2 separate regions of the Sus scrofa genome follow, and region 1 is linked to region 2. A link is a contact called in public HiChIP or PLAC-seq data. All regions are on one chromosome and are shown on one strand. The core of a region is the stretch at or near the end of the contact, and the rest is flanking DNA. Distances in the headings are between cores, read along the strand shown.

What was found. HiChIP or PLAC-seq counts read pairs in DNA pulled down with a chosen protein or histone mark.
Region 1: an H3K27ac HiChIP or PLAC-seq map of skeletal muscle shows a contact between it and region 2. The contact joins the enhancer-like site here to the promoter of NRDE2 in region 2. A contact is called at or near these places in 1 of 5 promoter capture datasets (liver), 8 of 47 Hi-C or Micro-C datasets (alveolar macrophages, blood, embryonic fibroblasts and 4 more) and 2 of 2 datasets of contacts at active chromatin or transcription factors (alveolar macrophages and skeletal muscle).

Annotation. Positions count from the first base shown.
Region 1 is chr7:112,145,292-112,148,104 of Sscrofa11.1, reverse strand. No RefSeq gene overlaps it. Among named protein-coding and RNA genes, the nearest start is that of CALM1, 14 kb to the left of the region's middle. Within about 2 kb of position 1,419, at least 83 of the 83 cell types and tissues checked have an H3K27ac peak or open chromatin away from gene starts, as enhancers often do. A contact at or near this core is called in alveolar macrophages, embryonic fibroblasts, liver and 1 more, where this site is marked.
Region 2 is chr7:112,088,999-112,092,104 of Sscrofa11.1, reverse strand. It overlaps NRDE2 (protein NRDE2 homolog), which reads left to right and starts at 1,473. Exons shown (of 14, transcript XM_021099603.1): 1 at 1,473-1,670. The coding sequence starts at 1,607.

The DNA of each region.
Region 1 (2,813 bases), core at 170-2,669, 56 kb before region 2:
CAGCAAAGTTCCCCAAATGCTTGAGCCATCTCACAGCATCAGCTCCAGAAGATGGGGTGTTACTAGAGCATAAAAACACTGGCTTGAGACACAGACAACCTAGATTCTATTCTGTGCTCTGCTCCTCAACTGCTATGTGACTGCAGGGGTGTCAACTGATCTTCCCGGGTCTCAGACTGTTCACTGTGTAATGAGGGATCAGAGGTATGCAGACTGTGGTACCAGATCTGGCTCGTTTGACAGGTGATTTTATTAAGCCTTCTCCTCTATCTAGGAGAGCCTATCCTCGGCACCGAAGAATGCCCCCTCGGTTTACTGAGGAGCTAACCGTCGGTTCTCAGGCTACAGTCTGTTAATCTACCCTCGTCCGTCCCATGCCCCCCAGGCCGGCTCCTGGTCCATCCCCTCGGCCCCTTCTATGCAGACACAGCGGAAAACCCGAGCCCGCGGGGACGAGATAAGGAAATCACAGGAGGGAAATGGAAACCGGCCCTTCTGAAACAAAAGTGCCCACGACGGTGCTTTCGGGCGGCCGGGCCTCGGCTCGTAGTAAACAGGAAGGGTCGCCTCGGAGGCAGATCGAGTTGGGGTTTCGAGATAAGGCGAGGTTTTCTTCTTATCGCTCCGGTGGCTGCTATTATCACACAAGGTGCCGCGTAAACGCGAACGCGGCCTCAATGAGCTAGGGGGGAGGGCGAGGGTGGTTTCCGATCGCCCCTCGGAGGGCCACGAGCCTGGCAAAGGGATTTAGGCTTGTTTCTAGGAAAACTCCGTGTCTCGCGACGCTCCAGCGGGAAGAGAACCTGAGCGCCTCTCGCCTAAGCCTTTCAAGTACGCGCGGGCGGGCAGGGCGGGGCGGGGCGCGGCGCGGGCGAGGGCACTACATCTCCCGGCGGAGGAACACAGGCAGTCCTCTTTCACACGCCCCAAACGCGCAGCTCTGGAGCCGGTTGCTTAGTTGGCGCTGCCGAGGCTGCTTTCCTCCTTCAGTTTGACAAGGGCGCTCTGATTGGCCAGCGCGACCCTGCAGTCGTTGGCCGGAAAGAGTCGAGACGCCTGATTGGCCGCTCCGCACCTGCAATGCGTCAAGCCGCGGTGGGCGTGGAGGACCCCGCGTGAATGGCCGTGGCTGGAGGAGGGTCAGCAGGCTGCTTTCGGGAGGGAGCGGCTCCGCCTATGGCCGCCATCTTTACTAGAGGCACCGCGGACGGCTGGGACGCAGGGGGTTTTTCGTGGAGCTTTTGGGGACAGTGGAAATAGGCTCTGCGACAGAAGTTTTGCTGGGGGTTTCTGTTCCCTTTTTCTATGGTGGTGGGTTGTTTCGTTTTTGCTCAGGTCCCAGGGAGGTGGTGGGGTAGGATTCGAGGGCTCGCGGCTCAGGGCAGAGTGGCCACCCAGGAAGGAGGGGGTCTGACAGGAGGTTTAGGCGGCGCTTCCCGAAAACCGCTGGGTCTGCGTTCTGTCGGCGGGCGCAGGGAGGGTGATTTGACTCCTCTCCATTTCTAGAAGCAAAGGGGAGGTTGGCTTCCTGGGCTTTTGCTCGGGCTGGAAGGCAGTTCTGGAAAGCTCCTCCGAATACGTCATGGTTGTTGCTCGCGCTGTGCGCGGTCCCGCCTGCAGGGAATGCGGTTTTTGTTTTTCAGAGCTGTAAATCCCACAACCGCCTAGGGAACTTTCTCGGCTCCGGAGACAGTGGCCTGCAGGGGCCAAGCGGAGCTTGCTAGACAGACATGATAGCAGACGTTGGCTGAAATTATTTTGATCCTGTCAGTTTAGTTGCCATTTTAGGCGACTCGTCGTGTGTTTGGGTGTGGATCCCGCTTTCATCTCCGATGTTCACCCCCCTCTGAGAAGGGGGGGGTCCTCATATTATGTTTTACTGTTCCAAAAGTGATGGTTGTTCAGGGTTACCTTCCGTATATATGAGTGAAAGAAAAAAAAAATATATGTGTTTCCTGGGTGAATTAGAGCTGGGGGAGTGGAAATAAGCCATGGTTGTCTTGTTTTCGGGAGATGATGTCTGATGGTTTTATTTGAGCTGCGTAGGTGCAAATTCGGTGGAGCGTGGCTATCCAAAGGTGAATTCTGGAGCTGCCTTGGTGTGGGTGTTGCTATGGCCACAGGGAGAGGTAGTGAATTATAGGGCCAATAAACCCAGCGCAGCCAGGCCTCTCCCTTGTGTGAAGCCTTAGTAATTGACGACCCGGGTTCGTGTATCCTGGCTTTCGCAGTTCCCTTCCCCGTCCAAGATTCCTGGATTGATCTTTACAGGCACACGTGGGTCTGTACTGACTCTTCTATTGACGAATATGGCAGGTGCAGCCACAGCTTTGTATAGGTTTTCTGATTAGGTGCTGCCATGTGGGAGCGTGGTGTGGTACCATTTACCAGACAATTTTATTTGTAAGTTGTTGCTAGTCTTAGCTAATGGCACTGATTTTGAACATTTAATCACTGTCTCATGCGTTTTCCCGTAGGCAAAGCATCACTTTACCTTAGAGTGCCTCCTGCCTAAAACTAACGCTCCCTTTTACTGTGTCTCAGTATGATGCCAGAGCACTGAGTTCAGGGACGTTGCAAAAGACAATTGCAGCTTTGCATAATCTCCGTATAGCAACAACCACTCGTGCCTCTCTGGAACACCCAGTAATTCAGTGTTCTTTGGCAGCTGCAGTGCTGGGAGTTGGCCACTTTGCTTGCTGCGGTGAGGTAGAGCAAAGGACTAAATCTTCTGGAGCCTTGGTTTCTTCTGTAACATGAAGAGAATTAAATCTGTCTCACAGTCCTTGTGAAGATTGCAGGAGATGAGAATG
Region 2 (3,106 bases), core at 224-2,723:
ATTCTATTACCATCATCGATCTTACAGAACTGTGTGTTTGATCAATTGCTTCAAGTCATCTAATTGTTGCTGAAACCCAGGCTCTGTATATCAGCACTGAATTGAATCATGGAGACAGAGTTTGGGGTTAGGTAGAAAAGAATGGCTTTATTGCTTTGCCAGGCAAACCAGGCCATAGCAGGCTAGTGTCCTGAAAACTATGCTCCAGTCTGGAGGAGAGTAATGAGGAGTCTTATAGTAATGGTTCAAGTAGAAGGATGTGATCAGCTTACGAGGTAATTGGGAGTCAGCATCATCAACCTTCTGGTTCCAACTGGTCTGAGGTCTACGTGCATGTGGGCAGCTTATAGTTAACTTCTTCCACCTGGATGGGGGTTCAGTTTCTGCAAAACAGCTCAAAAAACATGGCTCAGAATATCATCTATAGTCCTTGAGGGAGAACTAAAGGTTCTAGACTTTTTTTAATGGCTAAAGTATAATTATTTTGTCCTGCTTGACTCTTTTCCTTTCTTTTTGCATTTTCTCACTTCTCTGATTAGCTTTATTCTTTGATTAAAGTCTTTCTACAAACAATAGGCAGGTGGAGAATGTAGGTGGGGCTCTATTCTGGGAAGCCCTATAGGGTCCTGCTTAGTTGCATAATCATCGTTAATTTTATCTGAGGCTCCGTCACACATTGGTAATGCAAGAAACAATCTTGTAAAACAGGCGGAATGCAAGTGATATAGCTAGCAACATTAATGCATGTAATATAGCTAGATGTAATATAGCTAGTAACATTAATAAGGAATGCATGTAATATAGCTAGTAATATTAATAAGGTCATAAGCAGATATTTAAGCCAAGAACTTCCATAAAGTGTGGCCCAGTATTCTCCCCAGGTCATTTGACCAGTCTGCTCTGCACTCATCACTGTCTTTCAGGGAAATGATAGATTGGGATTGTACAAAAGTTCACCAAAGATGCTGCACATACAAGGTGAGTGATGGGTCACTGGTTACCTCTTACAGGATTGAGAAAGGAATGTTATCTTCTAAGGAATTAGGAGGCTGGCGCCAGAAAAAGAAAAATGGATCTTTAGAGTTGAGCAGGTATTTCTGCCATTGGGGAGGTCTGGTGAATGTGTAATGCAGGTGCACAATGGCATACTAGAGGGGAGGGAGGAGGTGCAAATTCGCAAAAAATTTTGTTTACATTTTTCTTATTTTTCCTAAAAATATGAGTTTTTATTCCATCAAAACTAAAGCTTAGGGAATTTGATTAATTTGACCCAGTCAGGAAGTGACATTGTGAACTCCAGGGGTAATCAGAGTCCCAACTTCCTAACACTCTCTGCTCTGAACAATTGCATCTCCAATCACATCATTTTCTCACAGAATCCTGCGGGTACTAATTACAGGGAAGAGGTGCCTCTCTCTCACTACGCCCCGCCCTTTTCCCCTCCCTTTCTGCCCCGCCCCGCCCCAGCGGTCTGGCTCAATCCGGAGGAAGCACAAGAAAACCACACTTCCCAGAGTGCATTGCGACGGCAAAGGCCTTACTACCGGCATCCTTTGCCTGGCGCCATTTCTGTGGCGTGAAGAGGCCCTGCGTGCGGCCTGCGGTCATGGCGCTGTTCCCCGCCTTCGCCGGCGTTAGTGAGGCTCCCAGTAGCGGGAGCTCCAGGAAAGGTAAGCACACAAGAGGGATAAAGAAGGCCCTCGGCGGGCTTAGGACGGAGTTTCTCGGGCCAGGGTCTTGGCCCTTGCCTTGGATTTGTTTATCCATTTATATCCCACAGTTCTCTGCGGCTTTGCAAGGCCTTCTGGGAAGAGCAGCTGCTCCGGTCCGGCTTCTGGGCAAGGTTGTAGAGCTCGGGAGAAAGACCGGCCCCGAGAGCTCCGGGAGCTGGGGCTTCCATGTAGTCATATTGTTGAACCCTTTCTCTCGCAGAGCCTCAGTGATTTCACGTAAAAGGGAAACAGTGGTACTCCACATCTCGAGGAGACTCCTGATGCAAACGCTGGATGTCCTTATTACAGCTTGCTTGCTTCTCTGTTTTACTTAGTTCTGAATTGCTAGTTGGATTCGTAGTTTTTGGCCGACTGAGAGTTGGGGAACCTGACCCAGTCAGGAAGTGTTAGTATGAACTTGAGTGGAATCAGAATCCCAACTTCCTAAAACTTTCTGTTCTGAACAATTGCATTCCAACCCTAATCCCTTTCTCTCCAGGTGGGCATAGCTGCTAGGAATAAACTAATACTTATTTACTGCCAGGTGATGACATTGTCTATTTCATTTAAGCCTTGAATGTTCCCAGGAGGTCTGCATTGTTAGAGGTTGTGGCACATAGTAGTAATTTAAAGTAATTAATCCTAAATCATTCACTTCTGGGGCAGAGTCTGTGCCTGGCACCTCTACTGTATCCTCATGGTTCCTACAGTTGTTTTTTGGGGGAAACATTTCTCATAATTGTGAGTAATTTCTTATGTAATTAGTGTAATTTTGGTCACTTTACTCAGTGTTTGTCTGTTCGGTGCAGCATACTTAGCCCCTAGCACAGGCCCAACATAGAGTAGGTGTTCATTAAATATTTGCTGAACAGACAGACCAATAGTAGGTACTTAAAAAAAAGTATATGCAAGATGTACATACAAGATGGAATGTTGTAGATGACACAGGTGAACTACAGGGATAGTGATTTCTGTTGGGAAGTTCAAAGAAGGCTTTAGAGGAGCTGACTTTGGGGATGAGTCTTCAGGACAGTAGAATTTGGACAAATAGGGATAGTGGAAGGGCATCCCAGGGCCTTCAAAGGCAGGCAGGAAAGAAAGCATGAGACCTGTGCAAAGAATGGCAGATTGTTCAGTTTGGAAATTGAGATTTGTAAAGAGGAGCCTTGGGAAATATGGTTGGAACTGGTGATAAGGAATGATACTGACTTGAATAACAGGCCAAGGATTAATCCTTTTGTTTTGGGAGCACAAAATGCCAGGTGTAAAGGGGAGTGTTGCTCTTGTCATTTATCTTAACTAGTGTTTATTGGATGTTTTCTGGGTACTCAGCAGCCAGGGCAATGTTTGTAAAAGAGCTTTTTGTAAAGTACTGTATTTTTTGGAGTTCCTAT